Regions from separate parts of the Mus musculus genome. Here region 1 is linked to region 2. The links are chromatin contacts, called in public promoter capture Hi-C maps. All regions are on one chromosome and are shown on one strand. Each heading gives the region's core, a stretch centred on a gene start, on an enhancer-like site or on the middle of the called end of the contact. The rest is flanking DNA. Distances are from core to core; before and after follow the strand shown. Region 1 holds the start of Gabbr1 (gamma-aminobutyric acid (GABA) B receptor, 1). Region 2 holds the start of Sod2 (superoxide dismutase 2, mitochondrial).

Region 1 (3,006 bases), core at 158-2,657, about 24 Mb after region 2:
TGAGAGGGGGTGTACATATGGGTAGAACCTGTGTAAAAGCTGTCCTCCTGCCAGATAAGAGTTCTCTCTTTATCCAGATTTTCAGAAGTCCCCCAGGACATTCATGTAGGTAAAAACTTGTGTTTAATTATCTGAGCCTAGAACTTAATAGTCTTTTTTTTTTTTTTAATGGTCTGAATATGCAGCGAACTTTCTAGGAATGCAATTACAGTTCTGTGTGAGTTTAGGGAAGCTTGACTTTGCTACCAAGAGTTGCTCAACATTTCCTGAAGTCACTACATTGATGGCAACATGCCGGAGGTAGTTGAGTCACTGGCTATGCACCTGTATCAGTGTGTTGGTAGAAGTTTCATTTCTGTGACTCTAAGGAGAGGTGTAAGCATTTGCCTGCTTCGAGGGAAACGGCACTCACTCTAAAATACTGTTTATGTTGTAGCAAATTGCTATGCTCCTTCTTATAGATGGGGAAATATTTTGTTCTTTTTAGTCACGTGCATAGGGAAGTGATGTAATCTATGATTATTAGTTCGTGGTTTAGGAGTCATTACAAATACTTGTTCTAACATAGGGTTGAAGGTTGAGAGCCTTGGTTCTCCTGGGTCTCATAATACCTGCTTTCCACCCACCTCTCTGGAAGAACTAGCCAGCAAAGGAGTGCCTCCCCCAGCCCCCGCCACACTCCCTTTTTCATCTTTCTGTCCATCAAGTTATGGACAGACAATCGCAATGCAGGAGCTTTGGCTGTCAGACTTCTCTGTCAGGGCCTCCAGTTTACCCTTAGTCAAGAATGGCAGGTCTGGTCCGAGTGTTGATAATACAGGCTCATGCTCACGTAGAGGTTTTCTTTCTTTATGCCCTCTCCTTTCTCCATCTACCTCAGTATCTCTTCTGATGCCCCTGATCTCTTGCTCCCCGCCATAAGCTGGCAAGTAGCCTACTGCTGGACTAACGAGCCACCCGGGGCTCCCAGTTCTAGCTCTTCTATCCTATTTTTCTCCTAGTGCTCCCTCCACCATCGGCTGCCCTTTTGACCCTTGATTCTCCCTTCCCCTTCAAGGTCTGTTCCCCAGGCATATGACGTCTTCCCTCCTTACGCCAGGTCCAGATCTGTCTTCCTTTTGTACAAACACATCCTTTCTTCACCTTCATCCAGGCTCCTTGTCTTTGTGCCAGCTCCTCTGCTTTAGGCTTGGGTCCTATAACCCCCTACAGCCCCCCCTCCTGTCTCCATCAGTCTAGTCTGCGGGTCTCTCGGCAGCTCTTAGTCCCCCGCCTGCATGCGTGGTCGCCTATGTTCCCCTCCATCCTACCTCTACGCCCTCCCGCGCCGTGGGCGGTCTAGGGAGGGGCCGGGATCCGGGGCGGCTCCTGGGGCTCGGGTTGTGGGAGGCGCCCTCTCCGATCTCCCCCTCCCTTCCCCCCGCCCCGTCTTCCCCTGCACCCTCCTTCCTCCCTCCGCCCGAGAGCTTCCCCGGTCCCCGGCGCCGCCTCCTTCCCTCCCGGCACCGTGCTCTCGCGGCCGCCGTCGCCCCGGGGAAGGAGAGACGGGGGTGGGGTTTGCGGGTAGCGATCGCGAAGGGGAGAGACCCCGGCCGGGCTGGAGCCTGGATTCCTGTGGAAGAAGAACAGGGGGAGGGGAAGCTGGAGGACCGGGAGGGAGAACGGGGAGCCGCGGCCGGGCCTGGGCCCTTGAGGCCCGGGGAGAGCCGCGGAGCGGGACCGGCCGCCGAGGTAAGACCGGGGCCCCACGACCGGGGCTTGGCAAGGAGGCCGGTGGACGTAGGGTAGGGCCGGGGGGTGCGTGGGGTTCGGGTGCGAGAGGCGAGTGATGGGGTAGCGGGACCCCTGAGCGTGGGTAAGCTGGGCTAGCGCTAGCCACAGGGGCTGCTGAGAGGAGGTGGAGTCCCGGGAGGGTGGGGGGCCGAGGGAGGCCGGAGGAGGGTGGGGACAGGCGCTCTCTCCTCCTCTCCCCCCCAGCCCGTGCGGCTCCGCCCCCGCCTCCTCCGCGGGGCGCCCTTCGCGTCCCGAACCGCGCGGTTGGAGCCCGTGAGGTGCGCGGAGCGAGACCTGTCCGTCGGCTGGCCCAGGCCGCGGCCGGCGGGCTCCTCCGTGCCCTCACTGTTGCCTTTTCCTCAGATGCTGCTGCTGCTGCTGGTGCCTCTCTTCCTCCGCCCCCTGGGCGCTGGCGGGGCTCAGACCCCCAACGTCACCTCGGAAGGTGCACCCATCTCCGGCGCCCTGGACCTCTTCCACCCCACAGCTCGTTTCCTTGCACGTCTCCTTTCCTCATCACTCTTGCGGCAGGACCTCCCCCCGCCCCCATCCCTGGCATCCTGGTCCGCAGCCACTTCACAACTCCTGACCTCCTTTCTGTCACTCCGCATCACCACCAGCACCCATTTCCTCTACCTCACGTTGCTACACTACACCGTTTTTCTGTGACCCCGAATTATCTCAGCCCCACCTCCCTTTCCGGGCCCCACGTTACTACAGCGCCCCCCTTCCGTAGTCCACCTTGTTGCTTTGATGGGTTTGTGTGGTCCTTGTTCAGTGGGTTTGTGTGGTCCTCACCGGTATTCTCCTTCGGCCCTGTCCCTCATTTAAACCACCGAACATTATAGCCCTTAGGATTTCTTCTTAGATATTTGTCTCCATTATACTTCTTAACCGGTGGACTCTCGCACCAGCTTTAGCCCTAACCCACGACGCTGGGTTCTGCAGCTTGGGGTTCTTAACTGTTCCCACTCCCAGCTTCCAGTCGTGTGTCCCGTGTGCCCCTCCTTTTCTGTCCCCCTGCCCCAACCCCACCATTGACCACGCCCTGCTCTTCCCCCTTCCACTGCGCGCTGCCTTCCCGCTCCCACGGTTCCCCTGTGCCTCCCCATTCCCTCTCAGGTTGCCAGATTATACATCCGCCCTGGGAAGGTGGCATCAGGTACCGTGGCTTGACTCGCGACCAGGTGAAGGCCATCAATTTCCTGCCTGTGGACTATGAGATTGAATATG
Region 2 (2,916 bases), core at 367-2,866:
AGTTGTTGCAGTCAACAAAGATGAAAAAGGAGTGGAGATCTGAAGACCGCTTTGACATCAGCCATGGAGACGCAGAGTTTGGAGTTTACCCAGCTGGTTTCCTGTCTTTCTTTGGGGATTACAGTTAAGTGATTGGATGAATCTCAGAAGAGACCTTGAACTTTGGATTTTTAATATTGTTGAGACTGCTATAGACTATGAGGACTTGAAAAGTTTGACTAAATGCATTTTTTTTTGTTTTTGTTTTTGTTTTTTTTTTTTGAGGCAGGGTTTCTCTGTATAGCCCTGGCTGTCTTGGAAATCACTTTGTAGACCAGGCTAGCCTTGAACTCAGAAATCCGCCTGCCTCTGTCTCCGGAGTGCTGGGATCAAAGGCATGTGCCACCACACCACCATAGCATTTTGCATTATGCTATGTTTAAGTATGGCCCCCCATAGACTCATGTTTTTGAACAAGTCTATGGGGGGCCAGGGAGTGGAGCATGATGGTTTGTATATTCTTGGGCCAGGGAATGGCACCATCTGGAGGTGTGGCCTTGTTGGAATAGGTGTGACCTGGTTGGAATGGGTGTGTCACTGTGGGTGTGGGCATAAGATCCTCACCCTAGTTGCCTGGAAGTTAGTCTTCCACTAGCTGCCTTTGGATGAGGACATAGAACTCTCAGCTCTGCCTGTGCCATGCCTGCCTGGATACTGCCATGCTCCCACCTTAATGATAATGGACTGAACCTCTGAACCTGTAAGCCAGCCACAAGTAACTGTTGTTTTTTATAAGACTTGCCTTGGTCATGGTGTCTGTTCACAGCAGTAAAACCCTAACTAAGACACAGGTCATCCATACAGCTCCGGTCTGACGCCTGTGGACAGGTTTCTCCCTACCGGAAAGCATCCTCTTGCAATTCCCCTTACCCTAAGCCCTGTCATCCTTAGGAGGCCTGCAAAGGGGGTGGGAAAAAACCACCGGGAACTACTCAGCCAACTGCCTTCTGCTTTCTTAGTGTTTTCTAATCAGGGAAGACATAAACCCATTAAGTAGAAGAGGAAAGCTGTATAATTGTTATGGAAACATTTGATAGCCACTGCTTCTTAGACTAATAAGTCCACAAAGGGAAACAATGTCCTTTTACATTTGGTCGAGTGGGTTGGTTTTTGAAGTCACTGAATGTTGCAGAGTTTAATCAAGAAAGATGAACCTCGCCTTCTAATCCGGACTCTTACTAGTTAACTGGCAAGCTGCACCCGGAGTCCGCAACCCCAGTCTCAGGGGCAACAAAGATGAACACACGCAAACCTGCGACGTGATTTAATGTCAGGTTAGGCCCCAGGGAAGGTCACTCCGGGCATAAATTAACTGGGTCAGAGGGGCCCTGATTACTCCATAATTCTGACCAGCAGCAGAGCCTTGGCTTTCCGGAGGAAAGTCTCCAGGGTTTCCCAGAAGCAGGAGTAGAAATAGAGTGGAAGCTTTGCAGCTCACAGCCAGAGCTGGACAGGGCGGCCCGAGGAGGGGCGGAGCCACACCGCGGGGCGGACGGGGTTCCCCGAGGCGGGGCGGGGCCAAGGCCGATGGTGGGGGCGTGGCTGTAGCAAGCACGCGGCCTCTACCAATTTGGCACAGGGGAGACGTTGCCTTCCCAGGATGCCGCTCCGTTATGCGCCGGGCCGTCCGTGTCGCCGTCCTCCCCTCCGCTGATGGGCGCTGCGGGCAGGGTCACCGCTTCGCTGTGTCCTTGCGGACGCCGGGCGGACGCTGCCTAGCAGACGCGCGCCTGCGAGCGAACGGCCGTGTTCTGAGGAGAGCAGCGGTCGTGTAAACCTCAATAATGTTGTGTCGGGCGGCGTGCAGGTGAGCGGCAGGGCCCCGGGGCCTCGGCGTCCCCTACGGGTGGGTCTCGGGGCGGCGGGCGTGGCTGGCTCGCCGTGTCAGTGGCGTGACCCGCCGTCCTCTCTGTTCCTCTCAGCACGGGCAGGAGGCTGGGCCCTGTGGCCGGTGCCGCGGGCTCCCGGCACAAGCACAGCCTCCCAGACCTGCCTTACGACTATGGCGCGCTGGAGCCACACATTAACGCGCAGATCATGCAGCTGCACCACAGCAAGCACCACGCGGCCTACGTGAACAATCTCAACGCCACCGAGGAGAAGTACCACGAGGCTCTGGCCAAGGGTAGGTGCGGGGCCCCTGCACACGAGGATCCCGGTGGCCGGACGGAGGTCTGTTTCGATGCCGGGGAATACCTCCGTTGGTTCGCATAAACGTCCTTTCCTATCCCGGAAAACACAGGACCTCACGAAAGTACTTGACGGACCTTACTGTTGTGTCCTTTTTTGTCACCCGTGTTGCTAGCTAGCATTGGTGGTGGTCCTTTAAAGACAGCTCTCGGACGCTGCTCCTTTTTGCGTAATGAATATTTAGTTTTTGTTTTGCATATGAATATTTAAAATATGCGGTTGTTATATAACGTGGCTTCAGGAGAGTTTGTTTTGCTTATTTTTCAGGTAGCCTTGGCAGCCATTTGCAGGAGGGTTGAGAGTGCCCGAGCTGGGTCAGCCAGGTGCCCTTGGGTGAGAGGGTGGTTGGGGCTAGAAGTGGCTGGGGTTTTGCTGAGAGCAAGCGATATTGGTGGCCTGGCAGCAGGTGCAGGAGAGGGTCTGAAGTGGCATCAGAAGACTGCAGTCCGAGTTGTGATTATTGTCACCGTTGTGGACAACAATAGGATTAGTTCAGTCTAGGGCTGGGACTCCCTGACCCCTTGGATATCTCTGGACATCCTGTTTCACACTCTTTACCCTTGGGGGGGGGGGGAGGAAAAGACAGGAACGAGCACTTAGCTGCAGAACAGGCTAGACTTGGTACTTTTGGGGTCAAAGTTCACAAGAAAAATAGCTATTTTGTGAGAAACTGAGTATCTGTCACTG

What was found. Promoter capture Hi-C pulls out the DNA fragments that hold promoters and counts their contacts.
Region 1: a promoter capture Hi-C map of pre-B cells shows a contact between it and region 2. The contact joins the promoter of Gabbr1 here to the promoter of Sod2 in region 2. A contact is called at or near these places in 4 of 39 promoter capture datasets (cranial neural crest, maxillary cranial neural crest, pre-B cells and 1 more).

What each region holds. Positions count from the first base shown.
Region 1 is chr17:37,044,559-37,047,564 of GRCm38.p6, forward strand. It overlaps Gabbr1 (gamma-aminobutyric acid (GABA) B receptor, 1), which reads left to right and starts at 1,408. Exons shown (of 23, transcript NM_019439.3): 1 at 1,408-1,731; 2 at 2,137-2,218; 3 at 2,896-3,006. The coding sequence starts at 2,137.
Region 2 is chr17:13,006,223-13,009,138 of GRCm38.p6, forward strand. It overlaps Sod2 (superoxide dismutase 2, mitochondrial), which reads left to right and starts at 1,617. Exons shown (of 5, transcript NM_013671.3): 1 at 1,617-1,846; 2 at 1,962-2,164. The coding sequence starts at 1,824.